Regions from separate parts of the Mus musculus genome. Here regions 1, 2, 3, 4, 5 and 7 are each linked to region 6. The links are chromatin contacts, called in public ChIA-PET, HiChIP or PLAC-seq, Micro-C and promoter capture Hi-C maps. All regions are on one chromosome and are shown on one strand. The core of a region is the stretch at or near the end of the contact, and the rest is flanking DNA. Distances in the headings are between cores, read along the strand shown. Region 1 holds the start of Ppa1 (pyrophosphatase (inorganic) 1). Region 2 holds the start of Dnajc12 (DnaJ heat shock protein family (Hsp40) member C12). Region 3 holds the start of Eif4ebp2 (eukaryotic translation initiation factor 4E binding protein 2). Region 4 holds the start of Aifm2 (apoptosis-inducing factor, mitochondrion-associated 2). Region 5 holds the start of 1700120B22Rik (RIKEN cDNA 1700120B22 gene). Region 6 holds the start of Supv3l1 (suppressor of var1, 3-like 1 (S. cerevisiae)). Region 7 holds the start of Sirt1 (sirtuin 1).

Region 1 (2,700 bases), core at 174-2,673, 800 kb after region 6:
GAACCTATCTATATCCTAGTACTTGGGAGGTTGAAGCAGGAGATCTCAAGTTTAAAACCAAGCTGAGCTAAACGGGAAAACACTATGGCCTCACCCACCACCACCCTCAAAAAAAAAAAAAAAAAAAAAAAGTGGAAAAAATACTCAGAAATTTATCCTTTTTAAAAAGTGCAAAGAGCGAGAACTAGTTAAATTACATAGTGGTACTAAATTTAGTGTTTCTTAAGTTCCAGAGAGCCCATTTGATAGACTTCAGCCTAATCCAAAGTCAAGGAGTGGCTTTGCTCTCTACCCACAACCATCAAATACTTACCACCAATACATTAAATACATTAAAAGCAGTGTGTTTATTCTGCACATATAGCTTGAAGACAATTCCCAGTGACCCAAAGGGTCACTTTAAAGGACACTGAAAAACCTGAAGCCAACACTATTTCCATGGCGAAGTTTCTGCTAGGCACTCTCTGTTCATTCTTTCAGGAATGTCTGTTTGCCCTGTCCTGAGATTGCTGCCCATCCCTTCTAAATAAACACAAAGAGGTTACAAACTGGAAGGGCCTTTGCTAACAGCATCGCAAACCTCTGTTAGCACCATGAATGTATGTATATACCTACAAGCTAAGGGCTTCCAGGAGAAACCCAGGTAGCTTGCAAGCACCTATCAGGAAAAGGTGACACACGTGGAAGGCCGATCGACTCCGCCTTTCTGAGTGCAGGGCAGGGGTTGGATGCGGGGGTAACTAGTGGGTTCCGGCACCAGGGTTAAGAACCTGGCTGTTCTCCCACCAGGTCCTTAGCTAGACGTCACCTGTCTGTCTAGGGAGGCAAAGCTTTCGGTTTCCTAGAAGCACTCCCGGCCATCAGGGCTTCAGAGAAGCCTCACCACAATAAGGCTAGTGCCGGGAAGACCTGGGCCTCAGTTTCCCATCTCTTACAACACCGGGGAGGACTCGATCCTGTTCGGCACCGAATTAAGGTCTTGAGGAAATCTCTGTCCTCCAGCCGGCGATCCTGAGGACAATCCTCTTAGGCGGTCGGTATCACCTCCGGGCACCTTCTAAGGGTGACTCAGTGGTTTCCTTTCCCCATGTGGCCCAAGTTCGAATGTGTGGAGGGAGCGCTCGCGGTGGGCACTGGGATGGCGGCCCTCGCTGGTCCCGCCGCCCGCCAGAGGGAAGGGGACGCGTCCGCCCGCCCGCCCGCTCGTTCTGGAATGAATGGGCGACCCGGCCCTCGGCCTCACGCCACTCACTGAGGAAGACGCGGTACTCGAGGGTGAAGGGCGCGGCGCGCTCCTCGCTGCTGAAGCCGCTCATGGTGTCGGAGATGCACCGCCGCCGCCGCTGCACAGCCACACAACCACACAGCCCAGACCCGGAGCCGCTGTACGGAGGAGAAAGCCCGCGCCTGCGTACCACGAGCTGGCCCGCCGGTCGCCGGCGCCGTGCCTTTAATGCGTGGGGCTCGCCTTGTACCCTGCCCCGCCCCGCCCACCCGCGCAGGCGCACTCTGCGCGACGCGCCTCCTCACGCCCCGCCCCCGGTTCGCAACCTGGGCCACGTGGCAGGCGCCGGCTGCCCTCTGGAAGCGGACTGCGGGTTGGCGGCTCCGCTGGGACAGAACGCTGGTTACTCTCCTGAGGCTTGCGGGTCGCTCACCTTTGATTTCTCTCTCTCAGGTCCTGCAGAGCAGTTCCTTATCTCGGAAGGCCTTGATAAGCCACCTGTTCCCCAGGCAGTCTTGTCTTTTCTTGTTTGGGTTTCTCATAGATCTTCATCTGCCTCCCAGAAGCTGGGAGTGTGCTACCAGCCCCCCACCCCCGGCCCAGGGCCATCTTCATTAAAGTTGAGAGTTTGGCTGACTGGGCTCTGAAAACTATAGGCTGTGACTAATGTTTTCCCAAGTGGTAGGCAATGGACAAATTTGCTTTTACTAATCTCCCTGATTCAGTTTCTCATCTGAATTGTTGGGTGGGTTCTGCTTGGACCAGACTCAAGCTGATTACTCCTGAACTCCCCAGATACCGCAGATTTCTCTCCCCACTCCAGATCCACTGGGACTTGAAATTGAAGCTCTGGGAAGACCCAGGAGTGTGCACAGAACCCCTTGAGGACGTTTCTCAGGAGTAGCTTCTCGGAGCTTGTTTTCCTAGTTCTATTGCACCACCCATTGAAGTCCAGGCTGTATCCCTCAGAGTGTGCTGTGGACGTTGGGAACTTTCACAGTCCTATAAGGTTGTGTGTGTGTGTCTGTCTGTCTTTGTGTATCACAACTCTAATTATAAGCCACATATAGCGTCTCACACCTGTAGCCCCAGACCTCAGGACGCTGACTTTCTGAGACCAACCTGAGCTACGTAGTGAGTTCTGAGCCACCCCATGCTACAGTATGAGACTATCTTAAAAATAAGACAAATCTAACCCAGGAAATTATCCACATTTTTTTAAAAAGCAAATTTTAAATTATGATAGACAGAATATCTTTCTAAAATATTTCTTAACTATTTATCTCAAAGACAGTTTCCTTTCAACTATTTTCAAAACAATCTCTAATATATAAATGGAATGCATAAACCACGTATTAAGTGGAAGCCTAAGAAAGTTAATTTCTAAATTGGCACGGTGGTGTATACCTGTAGCTGCAGCACTTGAGAAGCAAAAGTAGGAAGATCATGAATTCAAGGTCATCCTTGGCCAGTCT
Region 2 (2,700 bases), core at 32-2,531, 940 kb before region 6:
TGGTGGCACATGCCTTTAATCCCATCACCTATGAGGCAGAGGCAAGTTATGTCTGTGAACCATGGCCAACTTGATCTACATGCTGAGATGGTGAGTTCCAAGCCAACTCTGTCTCAAAAACAAAAACAAAACAAAACAAACAAAAAAGTAATGCAGGCTATATGACAGAGTAAGTATCCCTACTCAGCCAAATAGAACCCAAATGCACATACATATATACATACAGGCATGCATGCATGCACATAAAACAAAAATAATAAGTCTTTAAAAGAATAACACATTTGGCTGGGCGTGGTGGCTCACGCCTTTAATCCCAGCACTCGGGAGGCAGAGGCAGGCGGATTCCTGAGTTCGAGGCCAGCCTGGTCTATAAAGTGAGTTCCAGAACAGCCAGGGCTATACAGACAAACCCTGTCTCGAAAAAAAAAAGAATAACACATTTGTCTCAAGTATATGATGTCTAAGGGAAGCATTACTTTCTTTAAAAGAAAAATCTCCCACCAGATATGACATCTAACTTGATTTGATTTGAAATTATAATGGTATTTAATACCATTTGAGGTTATAATGGTACTATAAAATCCATGAGACTTTCTCTGAACGAGGAGACTACAGACAGGGGGCCCCGCCTCCTGAGCTCTAAATCGCAGCCTTTACTTAGGCAGTGGCTCTCAACCTTCCTAATGCTGCGACTCTTTAGTACAGTTCCTCACGTTGCGGTAACCCCCAACCATAAAATTATTTCGTTGCTACTTCATAACTGTAATTTTGCTGCGTTTATGAATTGTAATTAAAAATATTTGATGTGCAGGATATCTGATATGCGACCCCAAGTCCGTAGCAACCCACAGGTTGAGAACCGCTGCTCTAAATAAATAAAAACTGTATGTGGTCCCTCTCCCAGCTAATACTTTGAAGTTCGGAGTCCTTTCCTCAAATTAACCAGCAAGCATTTTAATCCTTCACTTTCTCCGAGCCGAAACTCCTTCCAAATGGTACGAGGTTGGAGTTCCAGGAGACGTGGCTGATCTCAAAGGCGACCTGGTGAGAACCTGCAACCCTGCTTACCGAGGAGAGCTCATCGCATCCCAGCAAGGCGTAGTAGTCCTCGCTGCCCTCCGGCCTGTAGTTCAGTATCGCGTCCATTTACAGCGGATGAGTCAGTCCTCTCCGACGCCACCGACACTGTGAGCTCCGGGGCGACAGCAAAGCTCTTTACATTTCAGCAGGACTTTCCAAACCAGCGAGCACCCAGACGTCAAGCCAGCCCTTTGCAAACACAGCTTCTCATTGGCTGTTTGCCCAGGATCGAGCCTGCCATGCGGGGCTGCTGGGATCTGTAGTTTGGGGTTTGTTGTTGCTGTTGGGTTTTTTGTTGCTGTTGTGTTTTGTTGTTGTTGTTGTTGTTGTTGTTGTTGTTGTTGCTGCTGCTGCTGCTGCTGCTGCTGCTGCTGCTGCTGCTGCTGCTGCTGCTGCTGCTGGTGATGCTATTGTTTGTCGTTGATGTTGTTTTGGTTTGGTTTGGTTTGCTCTTTACTTTTTGCTTTCATTGAAAAAATTTGTTTCATACAATATATATTCTGATTATGGTTCCCCGGTCCCAACTCCTCCCAGATCCTCCCCTCTCCTTCACTCACCCAACATCTCGCCTTTTTTTTTCCCCCTTCTCTCGTTAGAAAACAAATTTTAAAAACTAAAATAAAAGAATTTAGAGAAAAATAATGGAAGAAACACATGCAAACAAAATCTATAAAATTAAAAACACGGGCTGGAGACATGGCTCAGCGGTTAAGAGCACTGACTACTCTTCCAAAGGTCCTGAGTTCAATTCCCAGCAACCACATGGTGGCTCACAACCATCTGTAATGGGATCTGATGCCCTCCCTCTTCTGATGTGTCTGAAGACAGCTACAGTGTACTCACATATATAAAATGAATGAATTAATCTTTAAAAAAAATTAAAAACACAAACTGGGAAACCATAACATACCAGCAGAAGGCCAGTAATTTTTTTTTATGCAATATAAAACAAAAAGGCTTTAAAAAATACCATTGTCAGCAACCACATGGTGGCTCATAACCATCCATAATGAGATCTGATGCCCTCTTCTGGTGTGTCTGAATACAGCTACAGTGTACTTACATATAATAAATAAATAAATCTTTTTTAAAAAATACCATTGAGTTTGTTCTGTGTTACCCGTTTCCTGCTGGGCACGGAGCCCACCCTTAAGTGTGCCTAATATACCCAGTGAGACCCCGCTACAGAGAACTACTTTTTCCTTGATGATATCAACTGAAGATGGCTTGTTGGTTAGGGATGGGAGGCCATCTCTACTTCCCCTCTCAGTGCTGGGACCTCATCTGGCTTGAACACGGACAGGCCTGTGTGTGCTCTCACAGTCTCTGTGAGGTCCTATGTGCCTCGGTGGAGTTTGAGTATTGACATGGTGATTTTTTTTTTTCCTATTAGCTAATCGGAAGTCAGTTTTGACAATTTAGTGTAAAACTGTTACTAATTTATTGTACCTCTGTTACTTGGATAGTTTTTTTTTTAACCTATTTTTTTAAGAGACAGAAGAAAATGTGAAGCAAGTTTTTAAGATTTGGTCAATTAGAAAGATACTTTTCCAAGTGTCTAAAATAGCATGTAATTTGGGGCGGTTGTAGATGTAGCCCGGTGGCCAGCATTTTTGACTG
Region 3 (2,700 bases), core at 76-2,575, 1.0 Mb after region 6:
ACTACTGAGCCCTTCCTCAGAGTCATTGATGGTTAAACCCTTAGTTCATCGTGTACGCATTGCTTTCCTTTAATAATGAGCAATTAAAATTATACTTCTTAAAATAACTTTGATTAGCTGGGTGTGGTGGTGCACGACTTTAATCCCAGCACTCAGGAGGCAGAAGCAGGTGGATTTCTGAGTTCGAGGCTAGCCTGGTCTACAAAGTGAGCTCCAGGACAGCCAGGATATACAGAGAAACCCTGTCTCGAAAAACCAACCAACGAAACAAACAAACAAACAAACAAACAAAAACTTTGATTACATTTATTTATTTATGGGCAGGCAGATGGGTGCTCATGGACTAGTGGAGAAGTCAGAGGATAACTTGGGAGAGTCGGTCTCCCCTTTCACCTTGTGGCTTCTGGGTGGTGGAACTCAGGTCTGCAGGCTTGGTGACAAATGCCTTTCTTTACCTGCTGAGCCATCTTGTGGGCTCCCAGAGTTATAATTTTTTAAAAAGATTTATTTATTTATTTTATGTATATGAGTACGCTGTAGCTGTCTTCAGACACATCAGAAGAGGGCATCGGATCCCATTACAGATAGTTGTGAGCCACCATGTGGTTGCTGATTTGAACTCAGGATCTCTAGAAGACAGTGCTCTTAACCACTGAGCCATCCCTCCAGCCCGAGTTATACTTTTAATGGTTAGATATAGATGGGAATATGAAGTAAGCCCTAAGAAAGTACTGTTAGTCCACACTTACACACCACAAACAATTACACACACACACACACACACACACACACACACACACACACACACACACACACACACACACACACACACACACACACACACACACACACACACACACACACACACACACACACACACACACACACACACACACACACACACACACCCCGCTTCCCCCCCCTCCCGCGTGCCTTAATCACCTACACTCAGCTTCACTGGGAGTCTATTATGTTCCTCTGAACTCAGCCCCGCCCCTCAAAGTCCCGCCCACCCTAAGGCTCCACCCTTCAACACTTCCTTTTTCCCGGATTTCCGGGTTCACCCTCTGCCTCTAGCCTTCGGCTGCCTCAGTCACGCCCCCAGCTACCCGCCCACTCGCCTCAGACACGCCCTCCAACGTCACGTCCGGCTTCCATATTGTCCCTCCCTCTACTACCCCTTGCTCCCGCCTTCGACCGCTTCCGGTAGTCATCGTTGCCGCTGCTGCCGCTGCTGCTCCTGCTGCTGCTGAGGCTGCAGGCGGAGGCCGGAGGACCGGGCGGCGGCGGCGGCGGCGGCAGCGGGAGCGGTATCGCAGCGGGACGACCGGGCGAGAGCAGGCGAGTTGAGAGCCGAGCGTGAGGAGCCAGAGCCGCCCGGCCCCGCCGCCGCCGCCGCCGCCGCCGCCGCCGCTGCTGCACAAAGCCTCGAGCCCGCGTCGGAGCCATGTCCGCGTCGGCCGGTGGTAGCCACCAGCCCAGCCAGAGCCGCGCCATCCCCACGCGCACCGTGGCTATCAGCGACGCCGCGCAGCTACCTCAGGACTACTGCACCACGCCCGGGGGGACGCTGTTCTCCACAACGCCGGGAGGTGAGCCGCGCCCGGCCTGCCCGCCATCACGGCTGGCGCGTGGCACTGCATGCTCGACCAACAGCTTCCTCCCCGCTGCCCGTACGGTGTGCTGCAGACCGTGCATTCTGCGCAGCGGGGCTTGCCTCTGGAGCTGTCCTACGGGCTTTGGGGAGAGGGAAGTCGGGGAGACGGACCTGGCGCGGAAGCCTAAGATGACTGGTCTGGCTGCGCCGAGAGTTCCGAGACGAGGCTGGCATGCACTCTGCATGCCTCGCCCAGTGTTAGCCTCCTTTGACAGCATTGTTTACTTTGTTAGAGGAGTCATCAAAGGTTGGGGGAGCCCCAGCTCCCACAAGTGGGACGTGTAAAATAGCTCCTTTGGTATCCAAGAAGTTGTTGGCTTTGGTAGAGGCGCTGTCAGGTTTCAGATCAGGGCTTTCGAAGAGCGGTTTTAAAGGTGCTTTGTCAAACAGCACACACTAGTCGGGTTAGGTTGCTTGATCCTAGGGAAAGGGCTTGTAGAAAAAAGCGATGCAAAGGGAGGTTCCTGAAGTTGCTTTTCAAAAGATGGCCGGGATCCGTTTACTATCACTGGAGAAGAGGTAAATAAAGTATGTTGAATTGGTCACGAGAGGAGGAAGCGCAAAGGTTGTTTGTCTCTTTTCTGGGCTGTTCTCTAAGAGGGAGGAGCCTGGAAGGGGTTCTTCCGGTGCCTTCATGAAGGGAACTGGCTTTCTGTCCCTAATCTCAGAACTTTGCCTTCTTTTGGTGACCCCGGGGGCTGGGCTTCAGCTAGAGGGTGAAGATTTGGTTAGCAGCCCTTACAGTCTATAGATCGCTGATCATGAGACAGGACTCCTAACCAATCACTTAAAAGTGGGCCTGGCCATCCTGGAATCTTGTGCAATTGGAAGGCACAGAGTAAGGGGACCTTGCCAACACCAAGAGACAGCAGTCCAGAAGGCTGTGTGTGGTAGTTAGGGCTGTGACCCTACTACTCCAGAAAGACGGGGTAGGAGAATGGCAGTTTAAGGCTAGCCCTGGCAATATAATGAGTTCCAAGGCCAGGCAGTGGTGGCACACACCTTTAATCCCAGCACTTGGGAGGCAGAGGCAGGCGGATTTG
Region 4 (2,700 bases), core at 56-2,555, 730 kb after region 6:
GCAGAAGAGGCTCCTGAAGTGTGACTCAATAGGCTATGATATCTGTCCCCTCTTCCACTGGGGAAGGGAGGCGATGGCTCCCCTCTTTGGACACCAAAGACCAGGCTGAGAGTGAGCACTCTAGGGACAGCTGCTGAGGAATGCACCCCTAGATATACCGTTGAAAAACACCCCATGCTAAAAGGGACTGGCTGATAGAATGAAGAGGAGAAGGAAAAGAAGCACTCACTTTGGCATAGACACTCCTGCACTCAGACACACACACACACACACACACACACACACACACACACCCCAAGTGACCTGCCCATCCCTGGCCATTGCCAACCTGCATCTCCCTCCAGACAAGGCCCACTGGCTGTACAGTACTTGATAGGCCCAGCTCTAGTGAACAGGAGGTGACTTAGGCCAGTGTTGACATGCAGTCCCTTGAGAGTGTGGCTGAGCACTTGGGGTGTGTTGGCAGGGGACACAGGCTCATGTTAGAAGCTGATGCTAGCCTTGGTTCATAGGTGCTGAGTGGGGAGATCTGGAAGTTTCTTTCCAAACTACACCTGTCCTCCCCCGGGGGCCTCAGCTCTTAAGACAGCTGAGCATTCCCCCCCCACACCCCTAAATCCCAGGGTCAAAATTATCTTAGTGAGCTATGGGGATGTGTGGAGTGTGTGGTCTTGGAAAGAACAGGGTGCCTGGGAAGAGGGGGAGGAGGGAGGAAGAAAGAGTAAGAGAGAGGGAGAGTGGGAAAGGGAAAGAGAGAGGGGGAGGAGAGAAAGAGAGAGAGGGAGAGAGAGAGAGAAGAGAAGGGGATTCAGTCATTGCTGGTCTCGCTTTTTCTAACAGAACCCCTATTTCACAGGGGGGCGGGGTGAAGCAGGCCTCCAATGCACCCCTGGGTAACCCTACTCACTTTCTCTGAGATTCCTAAGGGTCTCCCGCTGCACTCAGACACCTCAGTCCTTCTGTCTGAGACCCTCCCAAGATCAAGGCCACGCCTGCCCCGCTACCCCTGCGCGTCCTGCTTCCCCCTCCCAAGACCCCAAGTTCTTCCCGGACAGATTTAGCGGACATTGAGGAGCAATGAATCCCGAGGAACCTGGTCCTCCGGACCGGCGTTAAGTATCCTAGGCAACGGCCCCCTCCTAATTCCGCGGCCCCTGTCATGCCCCTAGTGTACCCCACGCCGCGCGAGGGAACAAGGATCCCCAGTGACCTCACCTGTAGCGGTCCTTGGTCCTCGCGTCTTCCGGCGCTGAGGCCCCGTGTCGGGGCGTGCCCATCACTGTCTCCGGGTCGCAGCCCCGCCCCGAGCCCCGCCCCCGAGCCCCGCCCCTCCCGCTGCCCTGGAACTGACCTTGACCGCCTACCAGCCGCTCCCTACTTGGACACTCCCAGCGCTGATGCAGCCTAGCTAGCCTCTCAGCCTGCCAAGATCCTGCGCCTTAGTTTTGCCAGGGGTTTCTGGGAGACAACCGAGAGCCTCCCCAACACACACACACACACACACACAAACACACACACACACACACACACACACACACACACACACACACACACACTAGCTTTGCCATCTGCACACATGTGCATACGGACTGAGCGCCTGCTGTTCGCCCAGTCTTTGGTCCTGCACTGGAGCTTTAAAATGGAGAGCGGAACCGGTATATCCTTTGGTTATATGGTAGCCTGGAGAAAGAAGGGGTTTAACACAAGACTCAGGAGCTGTTTGCCTATCCTGAGTGCCCTGGATTTCTTACCCACAGAAGCAGAGCACGGTGGTGCATACCTGTAATCCTAGCATTTAGGAAGTAGAGGCAAGAGGGTTAGAAATTGGCTACTGAGTCCACTTTGGACTTCCTGAGATCCTGTCAAAAAAATGAAGCCATCAAACCACCACTGCTGACAGACTGCAGTGGTGCAGCCTTTAATCCCAGCACTAGGGAGGCAGAGGCAGGAGGATGTCTGTTGAGTTTGAGGCCAACTCGGAGCAAGTTCCAGGACATCCAGGGGCTACACAGAGAAACCAGGTCTCAAAAACCCTACAAAACAAAACAACAACAACAAGAAGACAAACAAAACACTACCACATCTCCTGTCACCTACTGCTGTAAGGAAGCTTGGAGATCAAAAAGTATTCAGGCCTCTCTCCCATACTGAAGTCAGCCCTGAGCAAGGGAGAGAAGCAAGCATGTGTGCCAAGTCACAGAAGGATGCCAGAGATAGGAAAGCCAGAGCATTCGAAGCTACATAGGGGAACGATAGGGCATCTGTCTCCAAGCAGATATTGTCCCCTACCCTAGGGGCAGTAGGCAAGTGTCCGTGAGGTCACGTACATACCTGAGCAGGGTGTACTAACTCATGCTTGTACCCACAGCCACTGGGGAGGCTGAGACAAGGAGGTTTACAAGTTCAAGGATATCCTGGGCTACAGTGAGAGACCCTGTCTCAAACATACATAGGCAGTAGGTAGCATTTCTTTATTTGGTTGGTTGTTTTGTTTTGCTTTGAACACTTGTTTTGATGAGAATTTCACACATGAACATTTCCATCATTTCCATCCTGTCTTCTATAATTGCTACTGTTGCACACACAGAAACAGACAGAGACAGAAGCTACCTGAAGGGCTCCAACAGGCCCAGGCACGACATACATGGTACCAGCAGCTTTTACCCTTTCCCCTTCCCTCTCCTGGCTAAATCCTTAGAT
Region 5 (2,700 bases), core at 27-2,526, 790 kb before region 6:
GAAGTTCTTATCTGTAACATAAATAAAAACAATAATGGAACTTTAGAAAAAAAATAACAATTTAAAGTAGACTATTCTCATTATTTGTACTAATAAGCTATGTACAAAATTAGAAATTATCAAGTCGTAATTTCAAACAATCGACTCCATTTTATAAGTCAAAATGCTAAGGTCGAGAACTCACTCTACTAATTTAATTTTAAAACCAAATCAATGTGATTATAATACATACCTCTAGGAAAATTACTTAAAGATGAAAAACAATCACAGGACTGCTGAGTTTTTTTTCCAAACAAGACCAGGTTGGAGGCAGGGTTAACTTTTGATAGGAAAATCTATATAACTTCTGCGCTTGAAAGACATACATTAAGGGGCTGAGAGATGTCTCTTTTAAAGGATCCTGATTCAATTCCCAGCACCCACATGGCTGCTCTCTGTGTGTAACTCCTCCCAGGGAATCAATCCTACGCCCTCTACTGGCTTCCTGCACTACGGGCACGCATGGTGCACAAACAAGTGAGGGAATCCTCCATTAACATTAAAAAAAAAAAAAAAACCCTTTACATTTCTTTAAAAAGCATGGTGCATTAAGAAGCATTAATAGAAGTCAGTCTTATCCTTGCTGTCCAAAATCACCTAAATTCCTTTCGCTGAATCTGAGGTTTCAAAACATAATTTTCTTGCATTTATGTTTATTTAGAAAGTGCCGAAGCTGTCTCACTCCACTCCTATCAGAAAAAGTTTGGGACACCAAAACTCGAAAGTTCCAGAGAGTTCTGCATTGTCTTTCCCTATCTCTCTCTCTGTGTTTTCAAGGCTAGCATCAGACAGGAACATAGCTCCGATTTCAATGCGCTTCGTTTGGGTACCCTTTTTTTTTTCCTCCAAAAAGTCAGAACCAGTATGGGAAAGACGTTCTCTCGCCAGCAACAGGTAGGAGAACGCAAGGCAGTTTGGTTTCCTCTTTCTCTGACCATGCACCTCACGATCAGCTCCCGCGGCCCGGGGCAGAGGAATGGTCTGCACACACCCAGCCTCACGGGCCGGCCAGCCAAACTCCCGCAGCTACCTATGGGCGAGCCGGGGAGAGGGTTCACCCCACCGGGCTCAGCCCCACGGCCTCGGCCCCAGGGAGACCCTTTCCCCGAGGGCGGTGCACCACTCCGGCCCCGGAAAACGTTGAGGACGCTGGCGCCCTTCCCCAAGGCCCCAGCGGAGCTCGCCTCCGTCACACTACCCCGAACCCACGGGGGGCAACGACTCACCGGGTCTCTCAGGGCAGGGAGAGCCCTAAGCGATGGAGGACGGACGCTCCCTGGACCTCTGGGCGGCTCTCCAGCTCCCAAGACCTTCCTCCTTCAGCCGGCCGCGGCGATTACCACGGCTCCTCCGACGTCCCCGACCGCAGCTCCGCTGCCTCTGCTGCCCGGCTCGCCCGTGAAACTTTCCCAGGCTCCTCCGAGAAACGCTGCCGCCAGCACTCTCCGGACCGAGAGACAAGCCGTCAGCGACCCGGATGGAGCGGGAGGGGAAGGGCTGGCGGTGAGCAGGGCGGAGACCACGAGGGGTGGAGAGAGCTGAGGGAGAGGCTGGCGACGAGGGAGAGCCAGGCGACAAGGGAGAGGGGCGGTGGTTTCGCGGGGGAGGGGGGAGGGGAGGGGCTGGCCGGAAGTGAGCCGGGGAGCATGCGCGACCCCGCCCACTTCCCCATTCGTGCGCCTGCGCGGGAGACCTCCCAGGGTTCGTCTGATCCAGGAGCCTGCGCAGTGTTGCGGTTCCCTGCTCTAAGACGCTAATGCAGCCGGCTAGGGCTAGAAGCTGTCAAATGTATTTTCTTTCTTCCTCTTCTTCTTCTTCTTCTTTTTTTTTTTTGTTCTTGTCCGTGTGTTTTTAACAATGCTTCGGCGTTGACAAGTGAAAATTTCATTTTGGTTTGTCTTTCTGCTTGGAGGGTTTTAGCCTTTTCATAATTTTATTCTACCTTTCCTAATTTTGGTTTTGAAGTAGCAGACGAAACCATCACAAATACGGTTAGAAAAGCCGATGATGACTCATTTTAAACCCTTAAACTCATCTGAACCTAATTTGAACATGTAAGATATATTGCTAGCAATGGAGCAATGGCTTAGTCTAATCTTACTGAATGTCAACATCTTTGCTTCAGGTTCCGGAACAGTGTTGGCTCACGTTTTCAGCTAACTTCTTGGAAGATACGAGGTTAAATTACCCAAACTCTTTCACTCAGAGAAAAACAGGGCTTACAGCTACAGTTCCTGCTTCATGAAAACGAAATCCAGATTTCACAGGCCAATTTTAACATCATCTTGATACTAAATCTGTGTGTGTTGTGGTCTCAAAAAAGGACCCAGTGAATGAATGGAGGACAATTTGTTGGAACAAGAAAAAGATTTGCTCGGTAAGCCGCCAAGACCAAGAGCATGGAGTAGCTTGCTGACATTTTAACCTTTTAAACAGAGGTTCCATGCTCTCTTTATCCTTAGGAGGAAACTCCGTAGCTATCAATCTCTGAGTGTGTGTCAATCGTGAAGAAGTGGGGAGGGGCGGGGGGTAGTCCCATGCTAAACAACTGTACTGCTAGCTTAGAGTGAAGGAAGCTCAAGACCTTTCCAGCAGAGGATAGGTGTAAATAAAATGACAGCCTCATTTTAAAAAAAAGAGACCTTGAAACGCAGTTTTGAA
Region 6 (2,700 bases), core at 8-2,507:
TAAGAATCGTCCATCATGGGTCCTTGGTCCAAGAGCTGCACCAATAAACCTGACCTTGTTCGTTTGCCAAATGAACCAAACCCATGAGCCTCTCACCAAGGAGGGTTCTCAAGGAGGCCTACCCATATTATTACTGCAGACTCTGCGGATAGAATAAGTGCAGTTGAGATCGAAAGACCCTCGATCAATTTCAGAGAAGGAAGGCCATTCGAGTTCAGGGTCCGAACTTTGAGGGTTTTGACTTAGCACCAGATGGTTTTAGAGCTTTGACTCCGAAGCCATATCCCGCAACTCATTTTCTGAAATCAGAAAACTTGTCAAGAAGGGATAGAGACAGAGGATTGACCGATGGCGCGGGTTGGAATGAGGACCACCAGACACCGAACGAACGAAGTTGTTACTGGGTCCAATTTTCTAAAAACCGAACGGCTCCTGAACTCAGAAACTAGATGGTGTTGGGGACCTCTCGGCAGAGGACTGAGGGAACGTCGCCACACATGGCTTCCCTCCTAGTGTTTGGCCGGCCAAGAACTGAATGGTCACGCCCAGACGGAACGAACAGAGGCACCTCTTTCCTTACAACTCGGGTGGGACCGAGTGCTGTAGTAGATAGGAGTAAGATCAAACTTTAACCAGGTACACAGAGCATACTTTGTGGTTATAACTTTCGAGATGCGAGGAGTACAAACTGCTCACGTTAACTGAATTCTGCAGCTCATGGTGGAGCACATGCCTAGCTTGCTCATGGCCCCTACATGGAGCCCTAGCACCAAGGAGAGAAGCACGTGTATTGACACACGTGTCACGTAAGCGCCAGTTATCGTACAACCGGATTTCTCTGCAACCCGTCTTGATCTGTAGCAGATCAAGCTACGTCCTCTAACGTTATCCTATCAGGAAACTACGGATATTAATGCACCAATCTTCTTGGAAATGCACTTTAGCGTTTGAAGCCACATGATGCAGGATAGACAGTTTGGTCACATGACGACGCTTGTACGGTTCCCTTCCGCGCATCTGTAACATCCCTTAAGATGCCTGATTACTTTCCCTTCTTTCGAGAAAGACGCTGCCAATTGCCGCAGAAAGAGTGAGAGGATGGGAGCTCGTTTCTGCCACTGTAACGTACAGAGGTCGTGCTCCCACGAAGAGGCGCGCTCCCAACCCTTCCATCTCCTTTTCCTTCAGGCGCACGCGGGGGCAGCCCTGTGTCTCTCTGGGTCCTTTCGCTCCGCGGGCGCCGGAGCTACGTCACCGAGCGGCGCCAGTGGTCCGGATTTTCCCCGGCTCCATTCGAGCCGCGGCCTCAATGTCCTTGCCTCGGTGTACCTTGCTGTGGGCTCGGCTCCCGGCGGGGCGCGGGGCTGGGCCCCGGGCGGCCCCTTGCTCCGCCCTTCGCGCTCTCGTGGGGTCGTTCCCGGGGGCTTCAGGACGCGTTCCCTGCTTGGCCGCCTCCTCCTCTGCCTCTGGTGGCTCCAAAGCCCCGAACACGTCCTTGTTCGTGCCGCTGACGGTGAAGCCTCAGGGTCCCAGCGCCGATGGCGACGTGGGCGCGGAGCTCACTCGGCCTCTAGACAAGAGTGAGTGCTGGAGCCTCCCGGCAGAGCGGCAGGGTCTGCAGCCTGGGCCTACATAGTGCAATGTCTGTTCCTTTTTGGAGCCCTTAGCACCCGAGCCTAAGTCATATTTAGTCTCTTCTGTAGTTGACATTGACCGTTCTCTTCGGTCGAGGAGGTTAAGAGTTTTGTCCCTAAGTGGTGCGCCGCTTGTGCTCCTAGAGTCCTCATGGAGGGATTAAACAGTGAGGACTTGCCATTGACCTGATGTGGATGTCTAACGATGTTAAAATTCCATCTGGTTGCCAAGACAACGGGTCTCAGATCCGGATTTCTCAATAAATTTACTCTCCCACGAGACAGACCTGAATTTAAATACAAGATAAAAGTTGATAAAACTGTCTTTGCCAAAAAGTAGTATCGTCCCAGGTTCCAGAGATGAATAAAAAAAAAACCTTTAGCATCACTGGGTTGAAGTGAGTTTTGTCCTACCTGCATTTGGGTGAGCTTGACAATGGGAGGGTGAAAGGTTTCTTTTCACCAAATGACATTCTTAGAGACTGAAAGAAAACCACATTTCTTTTAGGCACAAGCTGTCTTCCTGGCTCTTCAACAAGCAATATTGATGCTTCCTATTGTGACTTTAAAATATAGGCTTCATGTTGGGAGTCAGAGGCAGAGGATGGCAAGTTCAATACCAGCCTGGGCTACAGAATGAGTTCAAAACAGGCTTGGAAAACTTAAGAGAGGTCCTATTTCAAAATAAAAAAATTAAACAAGGTTTCTCTGTGTGGCTTTGGCTGTCCTGGAATGTGCTCTGTAGACCAGGCTGGCCTCAGACTCACAGAGATAGGCCTGTGTCTGCCTGCCGAGTCCCTGGATCAAAGGCCTGGGCTACCTGCACCTCCAGGCAGCAGAGTGTTCTTTTTTAATGTGCTTGAAGATATAACCCTGGGATATATGCCTTGCCAAGCACGCAGTGCCGTGGGGTCATTTCCCAGTACTGTGAAATCAACTAACAAGGTAGTACTCCTCCTCTTCCCCTTCCTTTCCCTCTACTTTTTCCCTCCTCAAGATAAGCTCGAGCTGTTCTCAGACTGGGGATTGTCATTAATTACTGCACAGGCTACCGTTGCTAACACTG
Region 7 (2,700 bases), core at 101-2,600, 890 kb before region 6:
GAAACCCTAACTCATAAAACAACAACAAAGAGGATTTTTATGTGTTTGGGTCTTTTGGCTCCATACATGTCTGTGTTTACCAAAAGCAGGTGTCAGATCTGAAGGTATGAGCTGTCATGTGGATGATGGGAGTCAAACCTAGGGCCTCTGCAGGAGCAACAAGTGCTGTTAACTACAGAGCCATTTCTACAATTCTAGAAGTAAGATTATTTTTTCGAGACAGGGTTTCTTTGTGTAGCCTTGGCTGTCCTAGTGAACCTCCTCCTGTCTCCTCCAGCTTGCTGGGATTAAAGGCCTGTGCCACCATCAACTGCCTAGGATTTTAAAACTAATGTCATTTACTTTAAACCTGACTAGCTGATTTCTCATGGTCTATCGTTTTAAATTTCGTTTTTGAGACGAGGTCTTATGTATTCCAGGCCTTTTTTGAACTTCCTAAGTAGTTGGAGATTACCTTCAACTTACCCTCCTTCCTCCCTCTCTCTAGGGCTTCGGGGTTGTCTGGCAAGCGTGACTTTACAACTGAGCTACAGTCTCTTTCGGTCCTGGCCCTGTCATTTTAGAGATGATTAAAAACTGGGCTTAGAAAAGGTTCAGTCAATCGCCCAAGTCACAAGAGCCCAGGCCCAATCTGACTCTTAACACAGAAGTTTGTGGAGAACCAACCACTCTCCCTTCTGTCCTCTCTCTTGCTGCCCCAAGAGATGAATTTTACCAAAGACTAAAGCGAGGTACAGAGGACCTGGTGGGTCCAGAGAGCAGATAGGGCGGGTCCTCAATCGCCAGATCTTTCCAGGAGGGCAACAGGCCCCGAGGGCTGGCTTGGGCATTCCATTGCACTTGAGAAGGGAGATTGGGAGAGAGCGCAAACTTCCTGAGGAGAGACCACAGGGGTAACCTGAGGAAGAGCTGTCACAGAGCAAGGGCAAGGCAGGTGGAGGAGTTCTCCTCAGGAAGGCCGGCGTCGGCCAGGTTGGGCTCTCCAGAGCCCCTGAGGTAAAAGCCGACTTGAGGCGAAGAGGCGCAGGCAGGCAAGGTGCACGCGTGAGGCCCAGGTGGGAAGTGGCGGCGCCATCGCAAACTTGAACCACCGCGGCGATCCCGGACGAGCAAGCGAGCGAGCGAGCGAGCGAGCGAACGGGTCGGGCGGGCGGGAGGCGCCAGAGGCCGCTGAGGGGAGCCGAGCCGCCCTGGGTGGGGCCGGGAAGGGCCCAGGCCGCGGGCGGCGCCCGGCCACGTGACCCGGCGTGTTGTGGTCCGGCCCGCGTGGGTGGCGGGAGAGGCGCGGGGGCGGGGAGGGGCGGGTCACGTGACGGGGTTTAAATCTCCCGCAGCCGAGCCGCGGGGGCGCCAGTGCCGCGCGTCGAGCGGAGCAGAGGAGGCGAGGGCGGAGGGCCAGAGAGGCAGTTGGAAGATGGCGGACGAGGTGGCGCTCGCCCTTCAGGCCGCCGGCTCCCCTTCCGCGGCGGCCGCCATGGAGGCCGCGTCGCAGCCGGCGGACGAGCCGCTCCGCAAGAGGCCCCGCCGAGACGGGCCTGGCCTCGGGCGCAGCCCGGGCGAGCCGAGCGCAGCAGTGGCGCCGGCGGCCGCGGGGTGTGAGGCGGCGAGCGCCGCGGCCCCGGCGGCGCTGTGGCGGGAGGCGGCAGGGGCGGCGGCGAGCGCGGAGCGGGAGGCCCCGGCGACGGCCGTGGCCGGGGACGGAGACAATGGGTCCGGCCTGCGGCGGGAGCCGAGGGCGGCTGACGACTTCGACGACGACGAGGGCGAGGAGGAGGACGAGGCGGCGGCGGCAGCGGCGGCGGCAGCGATCGGCTACCGAGGTGAGTCCGCGCGCGCTGCCGCGCAGCCGCGTCCCTCCGCGTCCCCGCCTGTGACCCGGTCCCAGGTTGCCCAGGGCCCCGAGAGCTCCGCGGGCTCCGCGGCGGCGGCGGCGGCAGCGGCGCAGCTCGGCCCTGGCTCGGCCGCGCGCCGCCGAGCTCGCCGGCCCTGCTGCGGAGCCGCGCGCGGACTCGCCGCTCGCCTGGGCCGCCTTGCGCTGCTGCGCGCAGTCGCCGGGACCGCGGTTCTCGCAGTTTGGCGTTAGAGTGAAGTTTTCCCTCCCTCGGTTTGGTTTCCCTCCCGATGCGCCTTTAGTGAAGTTATAGTTTTCCTCACTGCACACTTTGCTTTGCGACTTTGGGGCTGTCCCGTGGATCGACATGCGATTTCGTTTTGCAAACTGACACCTGTGTTGCTTTTTTTTTTTTTTTTCTTTTTTGGATAGACCTATGTCTTTTTTTGAAGTTAGAAATTTTAATACACCAAAGCTATTTCTTGAGACACAGTCTAAAAAATGTAAGGAAATGGCTATTCCTAAAAATGTTGCTTTTCTGCGATTGCATTTATCACTTCGATATAGAGGAGTTATAGTTGTACTGTACTTTCGTAAGTTTTCTTTTCCTTTCAAAATCATGCTCGCAACATTTTTAGATTAACAAACCTGAAACAAACCTGCTTGGTTTTGCCCTATTGACGCCAAACGTTTGGGTTACTTTTTTGTTTTGTTTTTGTAATAATGCCACTTATCGTCTTCCTGAAAAGCTTTGTACAGAATTTATCAGAGTCTGTCAGTGCCCTTGTAGATGTTTGTGGCTCGTATAATGGTGCCATGAATTAAAAAACAACAAAACGTGTTAGGGACTGAAATAGGAAATGACCCTT

The links. Promoter capture Hi-C pulls out the DNA fragments that hold promoters and counts their contacts. A called contact is a pair of places that touch in the nucleus more often than the background predicts. ChIA-PET counts read pairs in DNA pulled down with a chosen protein or histone mark. HiChIP or PLAC-seq counts read pairs in DNA pulled down with a chosen protein or histone mark. Capture Hi-C pulls out chosen DNA fragments and counts their contacts.
Region 1: a contact with region 6 is called in a Micro-C map of embryonic stem cells, with 5 times the contacts expected there. The contact joins the promoter of Ppa1 here to the promoter of Supv3l1 in region 6. A contact is called at or near these places in 1 of 39 promoter capture datasets (liver) and 1 of 484 Hi-C or Micro-C datasets (embryonic stem cells).
Region 2: a contact with region 6 is called in a promoter capture Hi-C map of liver, with 3 times the contacts expected there. The contact joins the promoter of Dnajc12 here to the promoter of Supv3l1 in region 6. A contact is called at or near these places in 1 of 39 promoter capture datasets (pre-B cells), 1 of 484 Hi-C or Micro-C datasets (CD8 T cells), 3 of 115 datasets of contacts at active chromatin or transcription factors (large pre-B cells, memory CD8 T cells and thymic regulatory T cells) and 2 of 9 other capture datasets (adipose tissue and liver).
Region 3: an H3K4me3 HiChIP or PLAC-seq map of pro-B cells shows a contact between it and region 6, with 5 times the contacts expected there. The contact joins the promoter of Eif4ebp2 here to the promoter of Supv3l1 in region 6. A contact is called at or near these places in 1 of 39 promoter capture datasets (maxillary cranial neural crest), 1 of 484 Hi-C or Micro-C datasets (CD4 T cells) and 2 of 115 datasets of contacts at active chromatin or transcription factors (embryonic stem cells and pro-B cells).
Region 4: a contact with region 6 is called in a promoter capture Hi-C map of liver, with 3 times the contacts expected there. The contact joins the promoter of Aifm2 here to the promoter of Supv3l1 in region 6. A contact is called at or near these places in 5 of 39 promoter capture datasets (the SN4741 cell line, cranial neural crest, embryonic stem cells and 2 more) and 2 of 115 datasets of contacts at active chromatin or transcription factors (embryonic stem cells and pancreatic cancer cells).
Region 5: a contact with region 6 is called in a promoter capture Hi-C map of pre-B cells, with 6 times the contacts expected there. The contact joins the promoter of 1700120B22Rik here to the promoter of Supv3l1 in region 6. A contact is called at or near these places in 1 of 39 promoter capture datasets (pre-B cells), 1 of 115 datasets of contacts at active chromatin or transcription factors (memory CD8 T cells) and 2 of 9 other capture datasets (adipose tissue and liver).
Region 7: a contact with region 6 is called in an RNA polymerase II ChIA-PET map of memory CD8 T cells, with 14 read pairs. The contact joins the promoter of Sirt1 here to the promoter of Supv3l1 in region 6. A contact is called at or near these places in 1 of 484 Hi-C or Micro-C datasets (CD4 T cells) and 2 of 115 datasets of contacts at active chromatin or transcription factors (memory CD8 T cells and regulatory T cells).

Annotation. Positions count from the first base shown.
Region 1 is chr10:61,647,344-61,650,043 of GRCm38.p6, reverse strand. It overlaps Ppa1 (pyrophosphatase (inorganic) 1), which reads right to left and starts at 1,423. Exons shown (of 11, transcript NM_026438.4): 1 at 1,253-1,423. The coding sequence starts at 1,316.
Region 2 is chr10:63,385,144-63,387,843 of GRCm38.p6, reverse strand. Dnajc12 (DnaJ heat shock protein family (Hsp40) member C12) reads right to left here and starts at 1,281. Exons shown (of 5, transcript NM_013888.3): 1 at 1,069-1,281. The coding sequence starts at 1,146.
Region 3 is chr10:61,451,294-61,453,993 of GRCm38.p6, reverse strand. It overlaps Eif4ebp2 (eukaryotic translation initiation factor 4E binding protein 2), which reads left to right and starts at 1,325. Exons shown (of 3, transcript NM_010124.2): 1 at 1,325-1,592. The coding sequence starts at 1,448.
Region 4 is chr10:61,713,868-61,716,567 of GRCm38.p6, reverse strand. Aifm2 (apoptosis-inducing factor, mitochondrion-associated 2) reads right to left here and starts at 1,305. Exons shown (of 10, transcript NM_001284300.1): 1 at 1,216-1,305.
Region 5 is chr10:63,242,729-63,245,428 of GRCm38.p6, reverse strand. It overlaps 1700120B22Rik (RIKEN cDNA 1700120B22 gene), which reads left to right and starts at 1,276. Exons shown (of 2, transcript NR_166111.1): 1 at 1,276-1,542; 2 at 2,165-2,700. It overlaps Herc4 (hect domain and RLD 4), which reads right to left and starts at 1,632. Exons shown (of 25, transcript NM_026101.4): 1 at 1,266-1,632; 2 at 1-11.
Region 6 is chr10:62,448,295-62,450,994 of GRCm38.p6, reverse strand. Supv3l1 (suppressor of var1, 3-like 1 (S. cerevisiae)) reads left to right here and starts at 1,257. Exons shown (of 15, transcript NM_181423.3): 1 at 1,257-1,580. The coding sequence starts at 1,310. It overlaps 4930507D05Rik (RIKEN cDNA 4930507D05 gene), which reads right to left and starts at 1,835. Exons shown (of 1, transcript NR_027926.1): 1 at 1-1,835.
Region 7 is chr10:63,337,685-63,340,384 of GRCm38.p6, reverse strand. It overlaps Sirt1 (sirtuin 1), which reads left to right and starts at 1,350. Exons shown (of 9, transcript NM_019812.3): 1 at 1,350-1,820. The coding sequence starts at 1,415. RefSeq lists a promoter at 786-1,414.